Regions from separate parts of the Mus musculus genome. Here region 1 is linked to region 2. The links are chromatin contacts, called in public HiChIP or PLAC-seq maps. All regions are on one chromosome and are shown on one strand. The core of a region is the stretch at or near the end of the contact, and the rest is flanking DNA. Distances in the headings are between cores, read along the strand shown. Region 1 has its middle 16 kb from the start of Gm24348. Region 2 holds the start of Aoc1 (amine oxidase, copper-containing 1).

Evidence for each region. HiChIP or PLAC-seq counts read pairs in DNA pulled down with a chosen protein or histone mark.
Region 1: a contact with region 2 is called in an H3K27ac HiChIP or PLAC-seq map of the HPC-7 cell line, with 6 times the contacts expected there. The contact joins the enhancer-like site here to the promoter of Aoc1 in region 2. A contact is called at or near these places in 8 of 39 promoter capture datasets (the 3T3-L1 cell line, 3T3-L1-derived adipocytes, the HPC-7 cell line and 5 more), 4 of 484 Hi-C or Micro-C datasets (the HPC-7 cell line, granulocyte-monocyte progenitors, nephron progenitors and 1 more), 3 of 115 datasets of contacts at active chromatin or transcription factors (the HPC-7 cell line, embryonic stem cells and kidney) and 3 of 9 other capture datasets (liver, macrophages and pancreatic islet).

Annotation. Positions count from the first base shown.
Region 1 is chr6:48,947,651-48,953,909 of GRCm38.p6, reverse strand. No RefSeq gene overlaps it. Among named protein-coding and RNA genes, the nearest start is that of Gm24348, 16 kb to the right of the region's middle. Within about 2 kb of position 2,064, at least 14 of the 459 cell types and tissues checked have an H3K27ac peak or open chromatin away from gene starts, as enhancers often do. A contact at or near this core is called in the HPC-7 cell line, where this site is marked.
Region 2 is chr6:48,892,674-48,898,707 of GRCm38.p6, reverse strand. It overlaps Aoc1 (amine oxidase, copper-containing 1), which reads right to left and starts at 3,453. Exons shown (of 5, transcript NM_029638.2): 1 at 3,410-3,453. The region is part of intron 1 of Gm44764 (a long non-coding RNA gene); the gene reads left to right.

The DNA of each region.
Region 1 (6,259 bases), core at 815-3,314, 57 kb before region 2:
CTCAGGACAATGCTGGTCTTCCAGGAGCAGTGTGGTGGCAATGCTTGTATGTATGTATGTATGTATGTATGTATGTATATATGCATGTATGTATGTGTTTTTTTTTTCAAGACAAAGTTTCTCTGGCTATCCCAGGTTGCCCTGGCACTCATTTTGTAGACCAGGCTGGCCTCAAACTCACAGAGATTCACCTGCCTCTGCTTTCTGAGTGCTGAATTAAAGGCATGAACCACCATGCCCAGCTACACTTCTTTTTAAAGTGAACCCCAATGATACTGTCTGGACCACAGCACATCAGAGATTTTGAGTACTGTAGATGGTATGAAGCAAGGATATGGAGAATCCTGCCCTGACAGCCTTCTCTGGCCGTGCAACAGTGCATTCAAGTTTGGGATCTCTTTCCTACCAAGGCTAGATAAGCATGTCAGGTTTGACCTTCGTCCTTTCCAGATTCAGGGAAAGCTTGGCCAAGGTTTTCACCCTCCTGCCCTGTCCTCAAATTATCAGCCATGCACTGTGTGTGCAAGCAAGCATGGTAGAGTTGATCGGTGCTCAGAGTCCCTGATGGCTGCTTCTTTATGCACCCTCGTAGCTGTGGTTGGAATTCGGGGTGGTGGACCCTGCAGTGTGCAGAGTCACTGAGAGGCCTCAGCCCTTCACACATGCTGACTGCTGTCACTGTCATTAGTCCTGGCTTCTCCAGATCTCAACTGTACTGGATGGTTCTAGACCCCATGAGGAGCCTCACATGGTGCCATTCCTGAACAAAGGAGCTGTCTTTCTCATGGCTGATGCTAGAGGTTTCTACTGGTCGTTGGAATTTCACTCAAATATCTCTCTATGTCTTTAGCTCAAGTCCTCACAGCTGCAGAGGGGGCGGGGTCCTGAGGCCTTGCTTAAGTCCTGGCTGTGAGTAGGTGGAAGGAGTCTGAGGAGCCTTTGCTGTCATAGGGAATTAACTACCTTGCCTACATGAATGTAGCCCTTAGGAGAAATGTGGAGAATACTCTTTCTCTTGTTGAGACAGACACAGAGATGGCTCAGAGCTCTGTCTGGTGTGTGTCTTTCACCTCCTAACACTGGGGACAAGACTATATACTTGGGTGCATTTCACCCAATAATGGCTTTCAGAGTAAGAGTCAAGCAAAGGGAGGCGAAGTTGCTTTCCAGAGATCCCAGCAAGGAGCTGGGCCACAGGACCTGAGCCTTGGAGATGCCAAAGGTGTTTCTGCATAACATACCTCGCACTCAATGTACTCATATAAGACTATTTTCCTTCTGGATTCTTCTCTTCGGAGAACTTTCCCCACTTGGCTCTCCATGCCAAGTTCATAACCTCGGTCCCTATTCAAAATCAATTAAGACCTGGCTTCAGCAAGGGCCTTTCCTCTTAATTATTCTTTAGTCTTTATTTTTAAATTTGTGTTTTGAAAATTTCCTACACTCACTTTTGGTGATGTTCACCCCTCTCTCTCAAAACAAAAGAATACACATGTGATATATATATACATCATCAAGGATGGACAGAAAAGCATCTCAGGAACATATCATGTATATATACATACATATATATACATACATACATACATACATACATATATATATATACATATCATGTATATATATATACACATACATATATATATCATGTATATATATATATATATATATATATATATATATATATATATACATACATACATATATATATATCATGTATATATATCAAGGCTGACTACTCTGCATTGGGCAACCAAAGGGGCCTTGTCCTTGAGAGAGGCTAATTCTCCTTCTCTCAGCATTTATTAGTGTCTATAGTTCTTTGTCTTGAGGTGGGACCACCCCCCAAATTTTCCCTCTTCCAAGTTAACACATCCATTGATATTGTATTATTCTAGTCTTGTTTATGCCCCCATTTGTAGGAGAGACTATTTTACAGCAGACTTCCTGGTAGTTTGGGCCTTAAAATATTTCTTCCTCTTCTCTCTGTCATGTTCTCTGAGCTGTATGTTCAGTAGCGGTGATGCGGCTGTGTCTGTTGGGGTTGGGCTTCGCATGGTCCATGGAGTTCTGCATTGTGTTAGCTGTGGTGTTCTGTGGTGGTCTCCATTGGCTGTAAAAAGAGGAAGGGTGGTAGTTACATTTGTCTCTGGGGATACTGATAAGATTTAGAATTTAGTAAGGGATTATGCTGGTCTTTCGGAGTGGCGGTAATAGACTCTTCCCTAGCATCTATGACCTCACTCGTCACAGGAAGCTGGCTAGGTTTCCAGCACCAGGCATGGTTTCCCTCCTGGTGAGTGAGCCTTCAGCCCTGTCTGACCTAACCACTGACATGTGAGTGGCAACATTAGTATTAAAAGGCAAACAAAAACTCCCTCCCCGAGGCTTTCAGTTGCCAATAATTTCTCAGCTAGGAGCAGAATTTCATGCTTACCTTTCCTCTCCATGCTGGCATTTGGTCTGACTTGAGCTTGCACAGGACTTGTGCACACTATCACAACTCTGAGTTTGTCTATGCAGCTGCCCTGCTGCATCCAGAAGACACTATGTCCTTGTGTTCATTCACTGGCTCTTAAACTTTTTTTACCCTCTCATCCATAATGAGCCCTGAACCCTTGGTGTGTGTGTGGTGCAGATGAAAGACCCTTTTTGTCTTGGACCTGATGGTCACTTCCTACTCCCTGCCTGCCCCCCATCCCTGCCCCCCAGCACTTTGCTACTGAGTCTGTAGAAGAGTGAGCATCACTTGACAATAGTGAAATTATGCCTGCCCCATCTCCTGGTGAGCTGGTGAGCTATGGGAGCCTCAGCTCTTTTTTCTGTGTATCTCCTGGCCCTGGTGATCACAGTCAAGGATGGACAGAAAAGCATCCCAGGAATTGTCTCGGGTTGTAGGTGCTGTTGCTGCCTCAATTGAATTCCTAATATTTGGCCAATGCCAGTGGTATCTGCTTGGAAGCGAAGAAGCCGAGTGGCTCTGGGCATGGGATTGCCTGTTAGCACTTTTCATGAAACATACTGTGGGCCAAGGATGTGAAAGTTGCCTCTTGCTCAGGAATGATTAACTGCCAGGCATTTGGAAGGCTTCTCATCATAATCTGCCATCCGAGGGCCAGAATGTCCATGAGTGATTCCATCCCATCCTTGAGTGCATGGTGACATATGACCAGATGTACATACGGACATGTACAAGACTGGAGGGTGGAAGGACATATAGACACATACAATAACAGGAGAACCTTCAGGCATTCTATCCTTCCTCTCTGGGCCTTCCCACCTGGTCCAGGTGGCAGCTGACTCCTTCCAGCCTTAGGACAGCATCTGCCTGGCTTTGAAACTAATCTTTAGGCAGCAGTTGCTTCAGTGGCTTCAGGGCTCTCGTTGGAGCTGCTAAAGAGCAGGTGCTTGGCAGAATCTGTTTGAAGTAGAAAACCACCCAGTGTTCCTAGGACACTGTGTCTGCTCCAGTGTGTGTTGCACGATTTGGTATCTCAGGCTCCTGGGGTTGGTGGTGGTCTGTCTCCTCTTCAGTGTCTGGAAGCTGTAGAGACATGGGGGAAAATGGAGGGCAGGAGTCAAGTGTTTCTCTATTCCAGAATGTCTCCAATGCAGACCACACTGTGGACAGCTTCTAGGGAGAAGCACTGCTTGGGCAGAGATTGCATTAGCAGTGTGGGTGGGAGGTGCAACAGATCCCCAAACAGAACGATAGGGGACAGTGTATGGGTCACTCCTGCCAACTGTGGATGTTTTAGGGCGAACTTTGGCTGTCTGCTAGAGAGCTGTACTCTAGGGTGTTTGCTAGAGTGTTTTTAACATTGGAGAAGGGGCAGCCATGTTGCCACAGGCCTGGAGTTTATTAGATGTGGTCTTGGTGGCCTTGTTCTATTAGTGGATCTGATTCCAAAATCACACCCATGCCATTCTTCTGAGCTGACATATTTATTCAAGCAATACACCAATCATCCTAGATGTTATTGGAAAGTATCTTAATGTGCTAGACAGCAGGATCTTATCCTCACAGGCACTGACTGAGTCTTTATCACATACATATCAAGCCAAGGCTAGGGCACACTCTCACCCCCACATACAGGGTTACCCTAGGGCTAAGTTTGCTGCCAACAATTCTCAGGGGCACATGTTTTATGTTGCCTAGTAGAAGGTTGAAACGATAACCTTGGTTTGTTCAGAGTCCTATCCCTCTGGTCTCTGTGCAATGAAGATGATAATGAGAAGCAGCTAAATGCCTGGAGAAGTCTGTGTTGAGCATCAGCTGCCCCACCCCATCCAGGTCGATGCAGTAATGCATTAGGTGTGTGTGGATGTTGCCATGCAGTTTTTGTGTGCAGAAACGTGCCTTAGGGAAGCCATGTGAAGGTTGCCCATCATTAAGTTATGAATACGGAATCTCATCAGCCTTTTGATGCAGGCATTTATTGTTATAAACTTCCCTCTTAGGATTGCCTTCATTGTATGCTGTAGATTTTGTTATGTTGTATTTTCATTTTCATACAATTCTAGGGATTTGAAAAATTCCCTCTTGATTTTTTCCTTGACCCAATTTTCACTTAGCAGTGTGTTGTTTAGTTTTCAATAGTCTGTGTACTTTCTGCTGTTAATGTTCTTGCTGATATCCAGCTTTATTCCTTTGTGGTCTGATAGAATGCCTGGCTTTATTTCAGTCTTCCTGTACTTGTCGAGACTTGTTTTGTGTCGCAATATGTGGTTTATTTTAGAGAAAGTTCCATGGCTGCTGAGAAGAGTGTGTATTCTTTGGTCTTTGGATGAGGTTTTCTGTAGGTGTCATTTAGATCCATTTGATTTATGATGTCATTTAACCCCAGAGTTTCCTTATTTCTTTTTTTGTCAGGATGACCTGCCTTTTGTCAAGAGTAGGGTATTGAAGTCACTCACTCTCACTGTGGTAGGGTCTGTGGTTTTAGATACAGTAGTGTCTCTTTTATGAACTTGGTGCCCTTGATTTGGTTCACAAAATGATGTTATAATTATAACATCATCTCAGTGGGGATTTTTCCGTCAGTGAGTATGAAATGTCTTTCTCTAGCTCTTCTGATCAATTCTGGCTTGAGACAGATTTGTAAAATATTAGATTAACTACATCTACTTGTTTCTTTGTTCCATTTGCTTAAAATACCCTTTTCTTTCCACCCCTTTATCCTAAGACAATCTGTCATTGATGTAAGCTGTGTTTCTTCGAGACAACAAAAAAGATGACTCTGTATTAGTCTAAGGAATTATTATTCATTATCCAATTCTGCTGCCTAGCTTCCATTACTTTATGGTAAAATTGGTACATCTTTTATGAAATATCTATGAGCTTATAAGCTACATATAAATAAAAGCCCTACTCCAACTTGAAAAGCAAAGTTAGTAGTTTCTCTCTCTCTCTCTCTCTCTCTCTCTCTCTCTCTCTCTCTCTCTCTCTAAAAAAAATCCTGTTTTCTCTTTTCTAATCCAATCTGTCAGTCTGTGTTTTGGGGGTTTGAGACCATTACTATTGAGAGTTTCTATTGAACACTGTTTCTTAACTCCTATTGTTTTGGGATGGTATTTTTTTAGATTTCTTTTGATTGACTGTTCTGGAATTATTTATTCTTTGTGTCCTCTTGGATATGTTTAATCTTTTCTTCAGACCAAAGTAGTCATTCTAATGTTTCTCATAGAGCTGGCTCAGTAGACATAAATTCCCTATATCTGTTTTTCTTTGTCCTTCCAATTATGACTGATACTTTTGCTGACATTTGTGGTCTTTTATAACTTGTACAACATCAACAGATCCTTCTGGCTTTCATAGTCTCTATTGAGACTTGTTACTGTTATGAATCTGCCTTTATATGTAACTTGATCTTTCTCTCCTGCAGCTTGTAATACCCATAATTTGTTTTGTACTCCCAATGTTCTGTTTATTATGCATTATGGGAAGTTTCTCTTATGGTCCTGTCTACTTGATGCTATATATGCCTCTTGCACCTCAATTTAGCACCTCTTACCTTGGATTTGAGGAAATTTCTTCTATGATTTTGCTAAAAAAAGTTCTTTCAATGCTTTTGACCTGAGTCCCTTCTTCTATGCCAATGATTTATCTATTTGGTCTTTTCATGCAGTCCTAGATTTCCTCAATGTTTAGCCCCCTTTTAAGATTTAACATTTTCCTCCAGTGGTCGATTTCTTCTATCCTATCTTCCTGACCTGAAATTCTCTATTCTCTTTGATCCATCCAATCCCTTGTTGAGGT
Region 2 (6,034 bases), core at 2,204-4,703:
AACGGAACTATAGACAGCCACAACCCCCAAGATAGGTTGATAAAAATTTTTAAATATACATGATGTGATATTTCCTAAAATGACTTCCTTACAGCTCTATTGATTTTTGCTGATGGCTCCTCTAAAGGGTGAGCTAGATATCTTATTAATAATCAACAAGTTATCATAGAGACTCCTGGCCTTTAGGCTCAGTTAGCCGAATTAACAGCAGTACTGAAGGTCTTTCAGTCTGTACATGAGGCTTTTAATATCTTTACTGACAGTTTATATGTTGCGCAATCAATACCCTTATTGGAGACCTGTGGTATGCTTAACTTTAATACGCCATCAAGATCCTTATTTTCAAAATTGCAAAACATCATTCTTGCCTGAAAAAAATCCGTTTTATATTGGCCACATACGATCTCACTCTGGTCTTCCTAGACCTTTAGCTAAAGGCAATAATTGCATTGACAGAGCTCTAATAGGAGAAGCCTTAATTTCGGATCCTGTTGCTTTGGCCAAACGTGATCATGAAAGGTTTCATCTCTCTAGCCATACCTTAAGGCTCCGACATAAGATCACTAAGGAGCAAGTGAGAATGATTGTAAAACAATGTCCTAAATGTATTACATTATCTCTAGTGCCACATTTAGGAGTCAATCCTAGAGATCGTATGCCTAATCATATTTGGAAAATGGATAGAACCCATTATGCGAAATTTGAAAAATTAAAATATATACATGTTTGTATCGATACTTGTTCAGGATTTCTTTTTGCTTCTCTACATACAAGAGAGGCTTCTAAAAACGTAATTGATCATTGCCTACAAGCCTTTAATGCCATGGGATTGCCTAAGCTTATTAAGACAGATAATGGGCCATCCTATTCTAGTAAAAATTTTATTTCATTCTGTAAAGAATTCAGTATCAAACATAAAACTGGAATTCCTTATAACCTCATGGGACAAGAAATAGTTAAACGTCCTCATCGCACCTAAAAAAAATTGGTTTTTTAAGACAAAACAGGGGCAGTTATTCCCCCAAGGTCACCAAAGGCACATTTTGCCTTTGCTTTATTTGTTCTAAATTTTTTGTAAACTGATATTAAAGGTCAGTCTACAGCAGATCACCACTGGCATACAGTTACTTCTAATTCTTATGCATTGGTAAAATGGAAGGACCCACTAACTAATGAATGCAAGGGTCCAGATCCGGTTCTAATCTGGGGAATCTGTGTTTTTTCACGAGAAGAAGATGGAGCGAGATGGCTGCCTGAGAGATTAACTCATCAGCTGAACACAGATCCTAAATCTTCTTGTAAGTATCACTCTGAGGGCTAAAATTCCTCTTTTGCCTAAAAATCAGTTGGAAACACAGGCTCCCAGAAAAGCTGTTTTCTTGCAACTCTCAAAGCCAGCTCTTCCACAGGAGACCAGAGGCTGAGCTGGAGCCTTGCTAATTTGCAACTGAGTAAAGCACCTGGACTTCCCCAAAAGAAGCTTTGCATTGCTACTTTCTCATTGTCTGGATCTCGTTTTTTCAAGCAGGTCAATCAACACCCTCCAGCCTGACTGCAGCGGGCATGCATCCCAGCCCCCAAGAGCGTACAGGTGGCAGCTACTATTTTCATTCTAAAGACGTGCCAGCATGTATTGTGGCTTTCGGTCTGATTTGTGATTAGGTTTGCTACTAGGGCTAGAAAGGTGAAAAATTTAAATATTAAAAAAATTGGTTTTTATTCTGATAGACAGGCTTAGTCCCTTAGCTGGTCTTTGGTTTTCCATCCTTGCTGTTTTTGCAAGGTCCCCTTACTTCCTCAGGCTGTGGAAATAACAGAGATGAGGAGAGTGACCTCCAGCTCCTCATATAGCCTACAGCCACAAATTGTGGTGTTACTAGTGACATAATTCTTGTTGAGGGCTTGCTAAATCTGAGGTTGACAATTCTCCCTTGGGAGCTGCACAGTACTCAAAACTGTGCATGCTGATTCGTAATAATACAAATACAGTATGGACACCAGCGTGGGTGCAAAAAATTTCACTGCAGGGGAAGGTCCAACTTGACCATTTCTGGGTTCCCTGAGAGATACACCCGGTTTAGCTAGAGGTTGGTATCTAGTTCCAGTTACAACCAAGAATATCTTTCTAAGGCTCTGCCTCCCCTCCCCAAAAGATACCATGGGAAAAAATCGGGTCAATATCCCCCCAGCCATGGTTAAAGCCCATTCATCCAAGGATGAGACAATCATTTGATCACCTCAGTTAAGCGTGGCCTTAATTAAGCTTAATTCATAGGGGGGAGAGAGGTTGGAGACCATACCGTGAGAAGGGCAAGCCCTTCACAGCCTCCCACCCTAACAAGCCAAATGGCCTTGTACTATGGAGCCAGTCGTCACCCCCTCCTCTCTGTTCCCCGCCTGTCATCCAAGGCTGCGGAGGAAAATCCACTACTCTCCTTCAGTGTTATCATAATAAAGTGCCTTTCAAATTCGTACAGTCAGTCTTCACCAGTTTTCCAAAGCCCTAGAAAGACTGTGTAGCTGACTACTTGGTATTCAGTAAAAGTTCAACTAGGAAGTTACCTATTCAGTAACTAATTAACGTTATAAAAGATGGAGCCAACAGCTCAGGGCTAGTCTGCTAGATGTTTATTTACTAGAGCAGAAAGGGCAGTTTTATCCAGATAAGGTTTACCATAAGAAAAGTTAGGAAGTCCCACTGAGACAGGTTTCTTCATTAGGTCCTAAGACTTCAGGCAGAACTATAGAGCATAAATAAATTTTATGCCTCAGCCCAGCCTTTTCTTTTTTATATTAACAACAGGGAGGAGATGTAGATGACACACAACACACCACCACAGTGTTAGGTAATAATAGTCTGTTGTCCTTACTCCCAAATTCTCCCAGCACTTTATATTCCTCTCCCACGCAAACCCCCACCAACCACTTATCTTTACTAGCTTTTCAGAAGGTGGGGCTGGAATCTTAATGTAAGTATTGTGTGTTCCTAGTGTTTTCCTGCCCTCTATGCCTGGCTTCCCTCTTTATAATCTCTTATCTCCAAATGTGTTTCGGCTTTAGCCAGTAGGAAGGCAATGCTGCAGACATTTAGAATCCTCTCTTGTGAAGTCACATGGGCAGTGTGGAGGAGAAAACTTCGGCAGAGCCATAGAGGCAAAGGGAGGACTTGGTAGCCACTGGTTGACCCTTCCAGTTCCCAATGCAGGGAATGCCAGCCACCCTCTCACAGGGCCCTCTTCTCTCACCCTGGAGTTGCCTGTGATGGCCTTCTGAAGCTCCTTCGAGGCTCTTGAGCTTCCTGGATCTCCTCCCTGTCTGTCATCCTGCCCCCTACTCCTCACACTGTACCCTGTCACCTCGCTTTTGCTCCTTCTCCTGACTACCTGTTTGGTGTTCCATCAGAACCCACCTGTGTGCTCTGCTCCGTCGCTCCCCAGCTCCCAGACTTTGTTCCTGGCCACTGACACAAGAAGTCTTCTTAAAGATACTGAACCCCACCCCACAGGGAGGGACAGGGTGAGATATGGGTCAACCTAGCTGGGGACCTATAGCCCATGGGGATCCTCCCTGGACAGGTGCTAGGGTGCTGCTGGCTGAGGTACAAGTGCCCTTGGACCATTTCCCTGTAATTTCCCCTTTAATAGGTGGCCACCTTTCGCAAGAACTATGCTTGGCTTTCTCTGTTACATACTGTGTAATATCATAATGTATTAACATAGAGTCATGTTCAGACACTATGAAGACATTTACTAGCCAGTTTTTTCAGTTATTTATTTATGGATACACACACACACACACACACACACACACACACACTTTAAATTAAAATAGAGTGACATAATTTTGCCCCTTCCCTTCCTCCCTTTGGTACCTTCCAGGTATTCTCCCTTAAACCCCTCTCATTTATCCAAGCTCTCAAATTGATAGACTCTAATTCTCCCTCTGTCAGCAATTATTATGGTTATCTATAAAACTAATAATTCTTTGTTTCAGGGTGGGACCCTGTGAAACTTTCCGCCTTCCACATTAGAGTGTCTACTAATTGTTCTGGCCTTGTTTATGCAGCCATTTCTAGGAGAGATTGTTTTACATCAGGCTTCCTGGTTTTCTGGCTCTTAGAATCTTCCTGCCTCCTCTTCTGTGATGGTCCCCAAGCCACAGATGTGGGAGCTGTGATGTTGATGTATCTGTTAGAGCTTTGCACAGTCTATTGATTTCTGCATTGTGTCCAGTTGTGGCTTCCTGTGATCGTTTCCATTTGCAGTAAAGTGAGCTTCTAGTCAGTTCTTAACAGGAAGCGGACCCTGGTAAAGTGGGGCTGATAAGGACAGTCACCCACAGAGAAAAAGAGAACTGCTGTGTATAGAGAACTTGGAATCAGAGAGGGAGGCATTTGAAGAGAGAAACTCCTAGTTGAGCTTAATGAAAACAGATTTTCCAGCACCCTGGGATCCTGGCAGTATTAGGAAACGCCAAAAGTTGTGGCTATGGGACGATTGTGTTTATGTGAGTATTGTGGGCCTTGTCACTCTCCTTTCTGGTGGTTCATTTGCAAATCATTTCAGAATCTGTTGGCAACCAGATAAAGAAAGGAGAGCACAGTTGACTCAACATAGAGACTTTGAGTGGGATTAGCTATAACTGCCACAACGGTGTTGGCTACAGTGAAAATTAAAGTGTCTGTCTTTAGAGTTGGGAATTCTCCTTTGTGAGATCAACAATTCCATGGAGAACTAAGTGGGTTGGACCAGAAGACGGTTCCAGGAACAACCCAACTGTGGAAAGTCTAATCTCTTTTACTTCTATAAAGAAAAATAGGGGCTGGTGAGATGGCTCAGCAGGTAAGAGCACCCGACTACTCTTCCAAAGGTCCTTAGTTCAAATCCCAGCAACCACATGGTGACTCACAACCATCCCTAACAAGATCTGACTCCCTCTTCTGGTGTGTCTGAAGACAGCTACAGTGTACTTACATATATTAAATAAATAAATCTTTAAAAAAAAAAAAGAAAAGAAAAATAGTTGGTGGCAGAAGATACTTGCATAGGTTATAAGTGCTGGAAAGAGTCACATACAGCTACATACAGTCACATACAGTCATGTACATGTACCTCACACACACCAATGTGAACTTGAAATGGATCAAAACCTAAATATAAAGTTAGGAGCATAAAACTATTAGAAGAAGGCAGAGAGTAAATCTTCTTAACTCTTGGTTTGATATGGGAGCCTTAGCAATGAGCCCAAAGCACAAAAACCTGGTGGATACAACAGATACGGAGGATGGCAGCAGCAATGGAAGAAGAATGGATAATTCTATCTGAAATGGGCAAGTGGGGCTAGAGAGGGGCTTGATGGCTAAGAGAAAGCACTGCTTTTGTGAGCATCTAGGCTGCCTGGATTTCCAGCTCCAGACAATCAGAAGCCTCTGGCCTCCTTGGGCTTCTGCACTCATGAGAATCTGCCCTCCCCTAACACATATACCCAGAATTAAAAAACAAAGTGTGTTTTCATTTAAAAGGGGCAAGTATTTGAGTAGATATTCATCTGAAGAGAAGACCTTGTCCGTGTCAGTCACCAGAAACGTGCACATCATTGTAAGGACAGGTTCAAACTCCTCTCTGCTGTTTGGGAATAATTTACTGATGTTAACTACTGACTTCACGCTGTGCTATGAAATATGGAATGTTATTCCACTTACCCAACTGCAATCTTTAAACACACCAGTCCTCCCCTCTCTATATTTCACCCCTTCCTAGGCTCTTCACCAATAATCTCTCTAATGGTGTTGGAAAGACAGGGTCTCACTATGTAGCCCTAGCTGGCCTAGAACTCCTCTATAGGTCAGGGTGGCCTCACACTCACAGAGAGCCACCTACTTCTGCCTCCCAAGGGCTAGGATTAAAGGCATGTGACATCACACCCAGCTCTAGTCTCTTTTCTTATGAGATCAATGAGCAACTTTTTGACTTCCATATTTAAGTGGCTGGTGTATTTCACTTAACATAATGTCTTTTGGTTCTAATGATGGAAA